2 separate regions of the Mus musculus genome follow, and region 2 is linked to region 1. The links are chromatin contacts, called in public Hi-C maps. All regions are on one chromosome and are shown on one strand. The core of a region is the stretch at or near the end of the contact, and the rest is flanking DNA. Distances in the headings are between cores, read along the strand shown. Region 1 overlaps Sphkap (SPHK1 interactor, AKAP domain containing). Region 2 holds the start of Sphkap (SPHK1 interactor, AKAP domain containing).

Region 1 (3,036 bases), core at 352-2,851:
AAGATTGTGCTTTTTTATGTTGCTGATCAATAATTGCAGTTCTGCAGGGTGAGACCCAACCTTACATTGTAAAAACTGTGCTGCAATGAAATTAACTGTCCCATCTGAGTCGTTCTATTTTCCCTTCTGATGATGAGGAATAGGTGTTAGAGAACAGTGTAGTAAACATAGATTCTCAATGATTTGATGGGCAAATTTGATTAAAAATAGACACTTTATAAGGGTGACCAGCTGAAAACTGAGGACTAATTCTACCCATGGTAACAGACTCTGTATAATACTTTCTCTGGGCCAAATTTTCAGTGCTCTTGAAAAATCTCTTTGGGGGGGGGAGGAGGTGCTGTTTATTGCTATCTGCAAAATTCAGAAGTAGATGTAGTTACAGAAAAATGAAAGCAGTATGTTCCAAAAGAGAATTTCCGGGTAGTAGTCAGAATCCATTCCCAATGACCTGTTCATTTATGTATATATGGTTCATATATATTTATATGTGCTCATATATTTATTCATATATATATATAATTGATATATAACACATAGGTACATATATATATATACATATATATATACATATATAACACATATACATATATAAAACACACACACATGTGCACACACACAAACACACACACAGGCACACACACACACACACACATATAAACACCTTTAAAATAACTATAGCAGAATCACACCTGAGAGATGAGAACCTGGTAGTCTTTTGGTCTGTGAGGGTGGGTGCCTTCACACTCAAAGTAATCCCCACAATGATTGTCTCTTGCTAGTGGGAGGTGGAGGTGACAGCCACTAGTTGGTCAGTCACCCCGAAGCTGGGTACCTTTGCAGTCTCAATCTGGCACCAGAAGCATAGAAGTTTCCTGGAGTTACAGCTCTATGATTCAAAATCAAAGATGACCAAAGCTTAGAAAGAAATGGTGGTTCTGACATCAGAAGAGGATCTATCGGTAGCATCATGCTAAATTTACTCAGGGCAAGAGGTAAGGCCAAGTGAGCACGAGGAGAGAATGTGATCTACATTCTGTGACACTATTTGTATCTGGGTTGCTTCCAAAAGATGCTGCCCACGATCTGAGTGTGCTCTACCAAAAGATGCTGCCTGCAGTCTGGGTGTGTCTTCCCACATCAATCCAAGTACTTAGGACACATCTGCAGCTGAGGCTCCCTACTCAGGATGCTCTATTTTGTGGCAAGTTGACATGAGAACCAGCCGTGATGTGCCACACACACAAATATACTGTATTAACAGTCCAGAAGTTACAAGTTTCTGAAGGAGAACATTCCTACATAATGGTTTTAAGGATATGATTTAATTGATGTCAAAGTGCAAGTGAACTTGGTTGGTATTACTCATCTTCTTTTACTCTCAACTGGAAAGGAAGAGATTGCTGGAAAACAGAATCGCAAGAATTAGAATAGAGAGAACAACTCTGGGGTATTTGATTTCTAGAACTTCCTTGAGTGTTGCTACCCTAAACAGAAGCAGCAGAAGTGTACCCAGCCTGACAGCTGTTGGGCTTGGGAGCAGTCATTCCTACCAGGAAAGCGAAGACATGACCATGTCTCTTCTGATCAGTGGGAGCATGGCCAAGGTTGGCACTGTACACTGTAAATAGTGTAACTAATCTTGCCATCAAGACTTGGGGTGATGAGGTAATCTGGTAATTTTAGTTCACAATCAGCTTTTAGTAACTGAGAACTTAATAGACGATTTTTTTTTCTGATTTCTTATTCTGGATAGTTTAAATTCTTGGTCTCAAAATGATATTTTCAGCATTATTTGTGTTTGTGTTACATGAAATATCTTCTTCATTTAGCACAATGAATGGCAGGAGGCCACATTAGTGGCATATGCTGGCTTTATTCACTGCTGGTGTCTGTCGCATTCATGTGGCCTTCTTTGTTAAGCATTTGAGTTTGAATTTCTTGGCATAGACATTAATTAAAGCACAGAATCACAAGAGGATATAAAGAAGAAAGGACAGGACTCTAAATCATCGGCACATATGAAGGTAGACAGAAACGGATATGGTATAAATCAGTGAGCATCCCCATGTGTTCTTGGTTAGAACAAAAGATCAAGGCCCCTGGCTACCTATCACAGGCCCAGCTCCTGGTACTGCATTTAGCCAATGACCATGAAGGATGAAGCTCATTCTCTTTTAATCCTTTTTGCAAAGAACAGATCTTCTATGAAATGATGGAGTTTTTAAGCAGAGTATAGCGTGGCTCTGGTGTTAACTTGCTATATGAATGCTATAGGGACCAACTGTAGCCTCTGCTCCTTGGGAAGAACAGGAAACCAACACCAGCATGCTGATTCTCTGGCTGGGCTGCACTGGGAGACATAAAAATTCCTTTCTCTATTAAATCCATCTTCCTAGGATAATATGATCTTAGGCCAACATTGACTTAGGGTCAAGTGTGACTCTGGTAGAAAAGACTGAGATGACCCTTGGTAAACTTGACCAAGAACAGCTCCCTGGTATGGCCAAAGAGAAAGCTTGATGGTAATGGTGTGTTTGTGTGTGTGTGTACCTGCACACCTGAACTCCACAAATTTAGCACAGCCAGCTCTACCCTAGGTTCAGCACCAAGTGAGGCTGCATGAGTGTCCAGGACACACTGCCACCCCTCAGAATTCCAGAAGCTTTTCTGAGAAAGATTAATGGTTCACTAAGCTGGAACATGGGGAAAGAGGAGGAAATTCATCACCAAAATAGGAAGTGGGGGCAAAGTGGGACAAAGCTTTAAATGTATTCAGGAGGCTCCTGTGGCTCAGGTTTAAAGTGCATGATTCAGAAAGGCAAAGAAAGATCACCTTGGCATCTGTCAACAAAGGAAAACCATGCAGAATAACAAGAAAGCTGTGGGAACAGGTAACTCTCTCTGTAAGTAGATAAGTGAAGAATAGCCCCCCCTCCCACTCTGGCTCCAGCTTCAACTTTGTCTTTCTCATTTCTTTTCTAGAAGTGGTTTTCAACACATGTAGCTCATTTTATTGAAAACTCCTGTGCTAAG
Region 2 (3,036 bases), core at 153-2,652, 96 kb after region 1:
TGGCTACTGTCTGTGAGCCTTAGCCTGTGAGTATTGGGTCTTCCTATGTTCCTATGCAACCCAAGAATTCTAGCTCAACTTGTTTATTTCAGTGCTTGACAGTGTCAGCTGAAAACTACCTTAGTTTTTTGGGGTTGGTTGGGGTGGGGTGAGTTGGGGTGGGGAGATAAGAAGTAAGAGCCTAAAAGATTAGCCCTGAGCCTCGGTGGAGTTGAAAGGTGGGCCTGTGGGATCTCAGCATGGCAGCCCAGGCTGCAGCATTCAACAGTACTAGGAGCTCTAGGTGTGAACTGCGAATGCTCAGTTTCCTGCTGGGCAGAGAGCACAAAGGGCTCAAAGCTACCTGCTCAGTTGGGCACCTGAGAGATAGACTCGGTTCAACCCGGATATTTTTTAGGGAGAAGAACAAAAGTCATAGAGTACTGAATTCTCCAGCTGGGTCCGGAGTAGAGCAGAACAGGAGGAAAGAGAGAGGAAACACAAGACCAAACAACAAAACATTGTAACCACGTCTTTCAGGTGGCTGGACTTACCGGTCTGGGGAAGGGACTCAGACACTAGGTGGAACTAGCGCTTCAGAGATGCTAAAGGACCAAAGAGGTCTCCTCTGCCCAGGATTACAGGTGGGCTCAGGTTAGTGCCAGTGAGAGATCTAAGAGATCTCCCCCTCCCCAAGCCTACAAGACCTTGTAGCTCACTCCAAAGCCCCAAACACTAACCCAGGTTAAGGTCAACAGAACTGGAGGTAAATCAGCTTTGGTCTTGATCCCTCAGGTCTCTGTTCTCCACCTTGGAACGCATTCCAAGTCAAGGCGCAAAACTGCTCCAGGTAATATAACACTAAAAGCCCGATTCCCCAGATACCTCGCCTGGCAGAGGAGACCTCACCACCACTACCCGCCCCCAGCCCCCCCTCCCCCAGCCTTAGAGGCAGGCACCTGGCTCCAGCACACAGGCCCCACCCAGCCGGGCGCCCAGTGGGGTAGCTAACAGAATTGAAGCCCCCACCCCTCACCCCCACCTCTCAAGGGCCGATCCCAAGGATCAGTCGTGCAGGAACTTGACTTCTCCGTGGGAATCTCTAAGGAGAGCAAAGGGTGGAAAGCAACTTTGCCTATGATCTCTAGTGCCCAGCGGAGTTTGAGAGACATCACATTAGGCATATGGAGAAGCGAGTCTTACCTTTGCACAGAAAGCCGGGAGTTGACATCCATGGTTGACCGCAGGCAGAGAAAAGCTGACAGCGCAGGCGAAGGCTAAGAAGCCTGAGCGCCCTGCGCGAGGACAGAGACGTGCAGGCTGGAGCAGCAGTGACTGAGACCCGCAGCGGAGATTGATGCTCGCTCCTCCCTGGCCACCAAGCGCTGCAGAGATGTCCTGGTGGCGCCTCCTGTGGTCTGCTCAGATCTTGAAAACTGCTGGCTGGACTTGACCCTTCAGCCTAATTCCCGCCTCCCTCCCAGGTCTCGGGGGACTGACTGCCTTCTGTGCCTTTCGCTGTTGCTCCCTGCTCACTCCCCTCCCCTTAGTCCAGTCCCGCCCCTTGCTTTCTCTGGTGAACACCAAGTCTCAGCCCTGAAGTTGTTCATCCACTTGGCTGCATTTACAGGCTCACTTCTGGCAGTTCTGGCTTCCCGCTGCCCCTACTGGTGGCACACACATCCCCTTGAAGACCCTCTATTTGTCCTCTACAACAAAACAGGAGGTGCAGGCGTGGTCACTTGTGTCAATGTATCCAGCTCCTTTGCTTTCTTCTAAGCCTCTGTCCTGTTTTAACTCTCTCCTGTCTCCATGTAACTCATTTTCCTTAAATGGGACACCATCATCTCTCACCTGTTTGACCCTATGAGGAGATAAAAGTTTCAAAAACTCGCGACAGTGGCCATCCTTCTGAGGCAGCTTTCAGAACCGAAGGCAAGATTTACTGATGCTCTATTGTCTGCTCAGCATCTCTTTGAGCAGAAACAGACTTTTTTTTTAAAGAAAGAAATCAAGACACTGATGATAGCAACTCTCTGTTAAAAAGAGGGCATGGAACCTTGTGCCCTTTCTTTTTGAATTGAAAAGCAAACTAAAAATGAATACCCTGAGACTTCCAGGAATGGGAAGATGAGATAAATAAAATTTCCCCTTTTGCTTCTTGCAAGTCTAACTAGGACTCTCCATATTATGAATTGTATATAGAAAAATTCTGGCAGAAGCAAGGAGAACAACTAGGGGCCTGACCATGCAAAGAATGTAGTGGGGGTCTCTAGCCAAATGACAGAAACAGCCTAGACAGGCAGAAAATGCACAGATACCTGCTTCATGATGGCTGAATGTTAGAGGAGAAAATCCCACTCTAAACTGTAACACCAAAGGCTATGGGGGAAGTTCATATTCCAGTGTCCTGAGCTGGAAGGATGCAAGTCACTCGTAGGGTCAATTGTGCAAGAAAGACTAAGCATGGATCAGGACTTTCATCCCTTCCAGGAAGAAGCAATTGACATCTCCACAAATTGGCACCAATAGAGGGTTCTCCTAACCAGCCACAATACCACCCAGATAGATGTTATGAGAGCAAAGAAGGTGGGGAGATTTTGAGCTCTGTATAGCCCTTAGAGAACCTTGGTGGCAATTTAGAGGAGGCCTAAAGCTCAGAAGTAATGAGGTCATGTAGCAGCCTTGGTGCACATCTTTGGAGACATAGCCACAGAGCTATCAGTTAGACCAGAAAGGAACTACCTAGCAAGGCTGAGGTGTGGACCACTATCCCTTCAGAAGTAATCTGGGAGCCTAATAAGCTAATGTACTGGCAGTAATAGAGCAGCATTGTCCTGCCTGCTTTGACCTGCAAGAAGCTAGCTAAAGCAATTAAGTAAGACTCAGGCTTCAGACATATTATCCTAAGTCATCAGGTTTGTGAGGACATTATGTATCAGGCTAATAACTAATAAAAACACACAAAGCAATTAGTAGGAACCCTGAACTGACATGACAGAGATGTTAAAACAATCCTTCACATTTTTATAAACAGGTATTATAAAAGTAGAGTTG

Evidence for each region. A called contact is a pair of places that touch in the nucleus more often than the background predicts.
Region 2: a Hi-C map of cerebellum shows a contact between it and region 1, with 2.1 times the contacts expected there. The contact joins the promoter of Sphkap here to the enhancer-like site in region 1. A contact is called at or near these places in 3 of 39 promoter capture datasets (cranial neural crest, embryonic stem cells and hippocampal neurons), 1 of 484 Hi-C or Micro-C datasets (cerebellum) and 1 of 9 other capture datasets (liver).

Annotation. Positions count from the first base shown.
Region 1 is chr1:83,310,215-83,313,250 of GRCm38.p6, forward strand. All of the region lies in intron 4 of Sphkap (SPHK1 interactor, AKAP domain containing), which reads right to left. Among named protein-coding and RNA genes, the nearest start is that of Sphkap, 96 kb to the right of the region's middle. Within about 2 kb of position 1,602, at least 2 of the 459 cell types and tissues checked have an H3K27ac peak or open chromatin away from gene starts, as enhancers often do. A contact at or near this core is called in cerebellum, where this site is marked.
Region 2 is chr1:83,406,798-83,409,833 of GRCm38.p6, forward strand. Sphkap (SPHK1 interactor, AKAP domain containing) reads right to left here and starts at 1,403. Exons shown (of 12, transcript NM_001356547.1): 1 at 1,183-1,403. The coding sequence starts at 1,210.